Linked DNA regions of Mus musculus: region 2 is linked to region 1. Evidence: chromatin contacts called from public HiChIP or PLAC-seq data. All regions are on one chromosome and are shown on one strand. Each heading gives the region's core, a stretch centred on a gene start, on an enhancer-like site or on the middle of the called end of the contact. The rest is flanking DNA. Distances are from core to core; before and after follow the strand shown. Region 1 overlaps Cog5 (component of oligomeric golgi complex 5). Region 2 holds the start of Pik3cg (phosphatidylinositol-4,5-bisphosphate 3-kinase catalytic subunit gamma).

Region 1 (3,045 bases), core at 33-2,532:
CACATAAAATAAATACTAAATGTTAAAAAAATTAGCCTTTTTTCTTAAAGCTACTAAGATTTTAGCCTGCGTTTACATTACATATCAGGATGCGAAGGCCCAGATGATTAAAGTCGTTCACATAAGACTTGCTGGAGTACACACTGAGTTCAGAGTGCTCTCTACAGAGATGCCGCCTGGATGCTGCTGTCAGTGCTCCAGTCACTAGGGCTATGAAGAGGAAGACACTGCAGCAATAAGCAATGGACTGAGAACTAGGGTACTGCTGCTGTGTAAACTAAGGGACAGCAATGTCAGGAAGTAGTTCAATGAGCAAATGTTGCAGAGATTTCAAAACTAGGAGACAAATTTTGTGTAAAGTAGGAGAAGCAAAATCAGACTGCACACTTTACTAAGAAAAGAGTAACACCAAGATGAAGACACCATGCTCAAGATAATCAACTTTTTCTCAAAACTTGACAGGAGACAGGAAGCTCCAAGAAGGAATTTTCAATTGGTATTTTATATTATCCCATTTTGCTTATTTATTCATTTATTTATTTTTCCCTGCAACAGAGATAGAGAAATGAAAAGTTTTAAAAGTAAAATGTGTCAACAGATATTTATTCTAATGTTGCTTACCACTGTTTTTACTTATAAATGTAGAAAATGAGAGTTTCCTGGGGTCATTTAAGAAGTAACCTCAAACTCTCAATTAACCATGGAAGACATGCACTGCATTATATACTTAAGAACTGAAGGTTTGAATTAGTTTACTATTTGTCTTTAAGGCTAGTCTAGTTTTCCAGAACAAGAGCATTTAAAGCATAAAGCTGCCAAGTCACACAGACCGCACACCTTAGAAGCATGGCTGGGAAGTGCTAGTCATGGTTCTGCCCACCATGCTAAGCACTGGGCGGTCTCACTCCCTACCCAGAGGGCAAGGTGCCATTTAAATAGGAATGCAAGTAGAGCGTTCCTCTAGATTAACCCTGAAGGTTGACCAGTTTGAAATTCTTTAGAAGGATTTTAAATGAACCTTGTGAGTGCCCATTTGGATCTCTTCCTCATTATCACAGCTGGCGGCTCTAGCAAAGTCTTCCACATCTTGCCATTCCTTATTGCTTTCCTTATGGAAGCACAGCCGCGTGCCTGAAGTTGAATTAGAAAGAAGGGATCAGATTACAAGCCTGCTGTGCTACCAAGGCAGCTGCAAATCATTTAAGTACTTCTTTACCTTTCAGAAAGCAGTGCCAAATGGTGGATGGCCAGGAATTGCACCAGCCCAGATCATCATCATCTGACAGGGAGGACATACAGAAAATGCCTGACTCTGACTCACTGTTTGCCTGTACAGAGAAAACAGAAACTTCTGTTTTGTTATTTTTAAAAGATCTTTTAATACCTCTTTTAAACTCGAGCTTTCAAATAAATATAACTTAGTTGTAAGATTAAGGAAAGTAAGCTTTCACTATTGAAGGACTTTTTTTCTTGAAGTTTTAAATACTGTCATCTGTAATAAATTTTCTTAAAAATAGAAATACAGAATCAAATGCATATAATGAACAATGAAATATTTTTGTGCATCTGTATGTTCTTCAAAACAATCTCTCAGATTGGGGAAAGGTAATGTTTTCAACCACTGTATAAACTTTGTAGAAGTTTGACTTCATGAATAAACTCACCCTTTCATGTCTTACTGGTGTTTCTTCCTTCCAGTGGTCATGAGGGAAGGCTGGCCCACTTTTTGAAGAAGAGGACACTGGTGGTGGGCGTGCATAGGAATGTAAACTTTTGCTAGTAGCTATGATGTGTACAGGAGATGATCTAAAATAAAGCAGTTTTTATTATCAGTGTAGGCAGGTCCATAACGAACATCTTTTCTCTTGATAACAGCATATTGCTAATGCTGTTACACAAGAGACAACTATGGAAAGCTCTAGTAAAGACAGCAAGCTGTCCCTTGAACTTATCATTAACCTTCCTCATATATAAACTCACTGGTATATGTTAAAGTGTTCTTTCTTATCGAAGACTCATCACATTTTCTTAAGCTTTTTAAAAATCAAAAGTGGCAAGGAACTTGGGATTTTCCTGCCCCAAGGTCAGGGATTGCATGTATGTACACTACACCTGATTCCCATCTCTTTTATTCCCATACAGATAAATATGCATATCATTATGAAGTAAATACCCATCTATTTCTTAACTCCGAAAACTCAACAGTACTAACCTGGCCAGCCATGTATCACTGGGTGAACTGCCTTAAGTAAAACTACAAATAGAAAACAGCCTGCTTGCCGGGCGTGGTGGCACACACAATTAATCCCAGCACTCGGGAGGCAGAGGCAGGCAGATTTCTGAGTTCGAGGCCAGCCTGGTCAACAGAGTGAGTTCCAGGACAGCCAGGGCTATACAGAGAAACCCTGTCTCAAAAAACCAAAAGAAAAGAAGAGAAGAGCCGAGCCTGTTTCCATTTGTAAGAAGACACTGTTTCTGTGAGTTACACATAAGCATACAGATGTACCGTCACTTTCCCACAAGGATCACTTACACACTGGCTTCCTTCCCTAGCAAAGTCTCTACTGAGCAGTGCTCTTTCAAGCCCAGCAGGGATCCCAAGGACACACTAAGCTCAGAAGGCTTTAGACACCAACCTTCAGTAATTCACACAGTTAACAGCTCATGAGTACTTGCACAGGTCATCACGAACAGTGATGTAAAACAGGGAAGAAAGCAGGACTGGTGAGCAGCAGAGAAAACACCTCCAAGAATAAAACTACACCCCGGGGTACAGTCCCTTAACTTCTGCATTTATAATCATTCTCCTCTTGGCTTACTACTTCCCATGAGCCTCCCTTTCTCTGCAGTATTACAGAGAAACTCATGTTTTTATCCTGCACATGCTCAGTAAACTCTCTTCTACAGAGCTGTGCCTCAGCCCTTCTATAAACTGTAACCTGGATGTGAAGATGAAAGAATGGTAATACTTAACATCAGGGTAGCTTATTAGTAAAGTTCTTCCCAGCCTGCAAACTGCCCTAGGTTAAACAGATTACTGTGAAA
Region 2 (3,214 bases), core at 244-2,743, 270 kb after region 1:
TGTAGTAAAACTGGTGAAGATTGTAATCAAAGCCGTGTCCCCACACATACCATTTTGGTCATGGAATGCAGAGCATTCCAGCTATCACTGCTATATTAGGGCAGGGGGAGGTGCTAACATACATGGACTTTACCAATATGAACTTTTAGGTAATTTTAACTGAGCCAGTTGGTTTGGCCTGCCTCTGCTTTAGAGGGGACACAGTAGAAGACGTGATTCCTGCCCTCCCATGACCCGAAACAATAATTCAGTTTCCTTATGTCCTAATATTTTCATCTCCATAGCAGGAATTTACAAATTTGTTCCCATCATATTACCTATATTTAGGTATTTGCCCTCTACAAGGTATTTAAGCATAACTATGAACCCATCAACTAATGACTGAAATGCTCAGAGTTCCAAAACTAAAAAATAATCCATAAAAATGATTCATAAAAATTTTGATTTTAATATTTAACATTGCTACATTGGTACTACATTATATTCTAAACCACATTCAAATATTGAAACAAAATATTTCAGAAAATATCATTTACTCTCTAATTGATGTTAATGAGATCCATAATTAGTTTTTCCTGAAGAACAGTGGAGTGTTAATTATATACCCCAAAGGAGATCTTGATTAAAAGCTATAAAAGACAAGTTACATTGGATCTCAACTTATGTACAATTCTTGGGTTAAACTATTTTAAAAGTCAATTCTCCCTCCTTTTAAAATATAATGAAGCTATACTTAGTAAATAAATGAAACCAACTGTCCCAAACAACTGTTGCTTGGTAGCTTAAAGCATTCACTTTGGTCTTTTGGTATAGTATAGAATAACCAACAAAGAAAAGAACCATAAACTATTTTGATACTGACATGAACTTAAAATAAAACATGTCCAAATTTAAGCATACAAATATAACTCAGTTATCTGCCTCAGTGACAGCAGGAACTCACGCTATATAGCACGATACAAGGTACAGAAGAGAAAAGGCTGACCAAATACTCACTGGGTTTCCTCATGGCTGGGACTAAGTAGCTTTGTCCTCTTACAAAAACACTGTCTGGACAGAATTCCCAAGCAAGCACTTGGTCGACTCTGGAGCCTGTCCGTCACGGGCTCTGTGGCCGCCCCTTTCCGCACAAACAAAAACAGAAAGAACTAGTGCACCTGCAAGCCCTTGCTGGACGGAACTTTGTGGATGTACACAGTCTAAGCGCGCCGAGACAAGGAAACTCAGACGCTCGGGGGTTGGCTCAGCTTGAACCGGCAATGGATCCAGACAAAAAGATTCTAGCTGAGAAGGAAGGTGTTACTGTTCCAAGTCATACCAAGCAAAGAGCAAACAACAGAAAGCAGTCGTACCTGAGGCAGCCCTGGAGGTGATGCGGAGGAGGATCATTTGTTTACTTTAGGAAAAAAAAAAAAAAAACGAATCTAGACCTACCCGGGGCACCTCGTCTCTTCCTCTTTTCTGGGGCTCCCTTCATATCCAGATGCAGAGGAAGTGTTGCAGTTACCAGGAAGGAAGTTTTAACCAAGTTGATTATACATGTGATTGCTCATTTTAAAAGTGTCAGAAATGCATTTCCTGCTGAAGCACACACAGAGCAGAGCGGAACAGAGAACGGTGTTTGCCTTACTATTTCTCTCACTCTTTGAATTAACTCTTCAAAGATTGTGAGAGACTCAGACAAACCAAAAATATACCCAAGGCATAAACAAATGAAGCGTGTGTGTAGCTAGCAATAAGTAGAAGAAAGGGCTGCGTAGCCACAGTATTGGATTGCTTGTAGTGAAATCTATTTCCCTTTGAGAATTCGAATAAGCCCTAGTGTGTGTGTGTGTGTGTGTGTGTGTGTGTGTGTGTTGTAACTGTGGACTGTTGGGCTCAGTCTGGATGCTTGCAAGAGCAAAGCCTGGGAACTCACTTCCTTACATTGGTGAGACCTCCCCCTGCCTCCCTTCTAGACCATTCAAGTCTCAAAATATCACAAACTGAAAGTCCTGCAGCATGCAATGTGTGTGCCTGTTGCTGATATGCTGAGTGTGTGTGTGTGTGTGTGTGTGTGTGTGTGTGAAAATGAATTAGTCAGACAAAACAGGAGGACATTGCTCTCCTGGCGACATTAGGGAGCTAGAAACTGCCTGCTCCAGGCAGGTAATCACTGAGAGATGGCTTCCAGTTTCCACAGGCTTGGAGAACAGGGAGGAGGCAGGCTCTGAATTCTTCTTAAAGCAGTCCTATATTTTCCAAGTAACCTCAATTCCTTCTACAACCCTAAGCATAGCCAGTCGTCCCCTGTTCCAGGGGTCTCTATACCAGGGCTTATTCTCCCCCACTAGGCTGTCAAGGATTCCAGCTGGAACAGCAAGAAGGATAGAGGAGCCTCACACAGCCCTCCGAAGCACAGCCTCATGAGTTTCTTTGAGCTTCGTGGATATTGAGATAGAGTCTCTGACCTGTTCTATTTCCTCTCACACAGTCCTTGTGATGGTTCGTACAGATTGTAAACGTGACAGGATCTGGAATCTAAGAGACAAATCTCTGTGCATCCCTATAAGCCTGTCTCTAGACTGGCTTAGGTGAAGTATATAAAGGTCCACTCTAAACATGGGAGCTGCAGTTCTGGATGGGAGAAAGCCAGAGAACGGCAGGCCCTGTTCATCTGCTTCCTGATGGCAGATGCAATGTTAGCAGCTGCTCTATGATCCTGCCGGCATGACTTTCCTGCCACGATGCACTGTACCCTCAAATTGGGAACCAAAATAACTCCCGTTCTGCCTTAAATTGCTTCTGTTGGATGCTTTGTCACAGCAACAAGGAAAACAGTACATAAAAGATAAAGTCCTTTGGGTCTTAGCTTTAAAATAGTGGTTTAAGAGTCAATAGCAGTGGTCAAGTCTTGATTCAAAGGCTGCTGAATTTCAGATATGTAAAGGGGGTATTTCAGCTTTCCAAAGCATATTTCTATGTAAGCATACTTCCTTGAGAGGTTGGTATCTTTACAAGTCTCAGGGTAGCTTGAATTGTTTAGGGGGGAAGACTTACCAAGTTATGCTTCACTCAGTGTGTGTGTGTGTGTGTGTGTGTGTGTTTGGGGGGGCCCTGACAGCAGGTGAAGTGAGTAGGGCTCTTCAGAGGGGACGCTGACCTGAGGGGACTGTGAGCTGACTAATTCTCAGCTTTCCAGCTTTACACACACATGCATATGCACGCTTTCAGA

The links. HiChIP or PLAC-seq counts read pairs in DNA pulled down with a chosen protein or histone mark.
Region 2: a contact with region 1 is called in an H3K4me3 HiChIP or PLAC-seq map of bone marrow-derived macrophages, with 2.5 times the contacts expected there. The contact joins the promoter of Pik3cg here to the enhancer-like site in region 1. A contact is called at or near these places in 2 of 39 promoter capture datasets (the 3T3-L1 cell line and the HPC-7 cell line), 2 of 484 Hi-C or Micro-C datasets (bone marrow-derived macrophages and double positive thymocytes), 6 of 115 datasets of contacts at active chromatin or transcription factors (T-cell acute lymphoblastic leukemia, bone marrow-derived macrophages, double positive thymocytes and 3 more) and 3 of 9 other capture datasets (adipose tissue, liver and pancreatic islet).

Annotation. Positions count from the first base shown.
Region 1 is chr12:31,935,954-31,938,998 of GRCm38.p6, forward strand. It overlaps Cog5 (component of oligomeric golgi complex 5), which reads left to right. Exons shown (of 23, transcript NM_001163126.1): 23 at 1,224-1,677. It overlaps Hbp1 (high mobility group box transcription factor 1), which reads right to left. Exons shown (of 11, transcript NM_153198.3): 4 at 1,665-1,806; 5 at 1,217-1,328; 6 at 1,019-1,131. Among named protein-coding and RNA genes, the nearest start is that of Hbp1, 13 kb to the right of the region's middle. Within about 2 kb of position 1,283, at least 34 of the 459 cell types and tissues checked have an H3K27ac peak or open chromatin away from gene starts, as enhancers often do. A contact at or near this core is called in bone marrow-derived macrophages, where this site is marked.
Region 2 is chr12:32,207,166-32,210,379 of GRCm38.p6, forward strand. It overlaps Pik3cg (phosphatidylinositol-4,5-bisphosphate 3-kinase catalytic subunit gamma), which reads right to left and starts at 1,494. Exons shown (of 11, transcript NM_001146200.2): 1 at 1,353-1,494.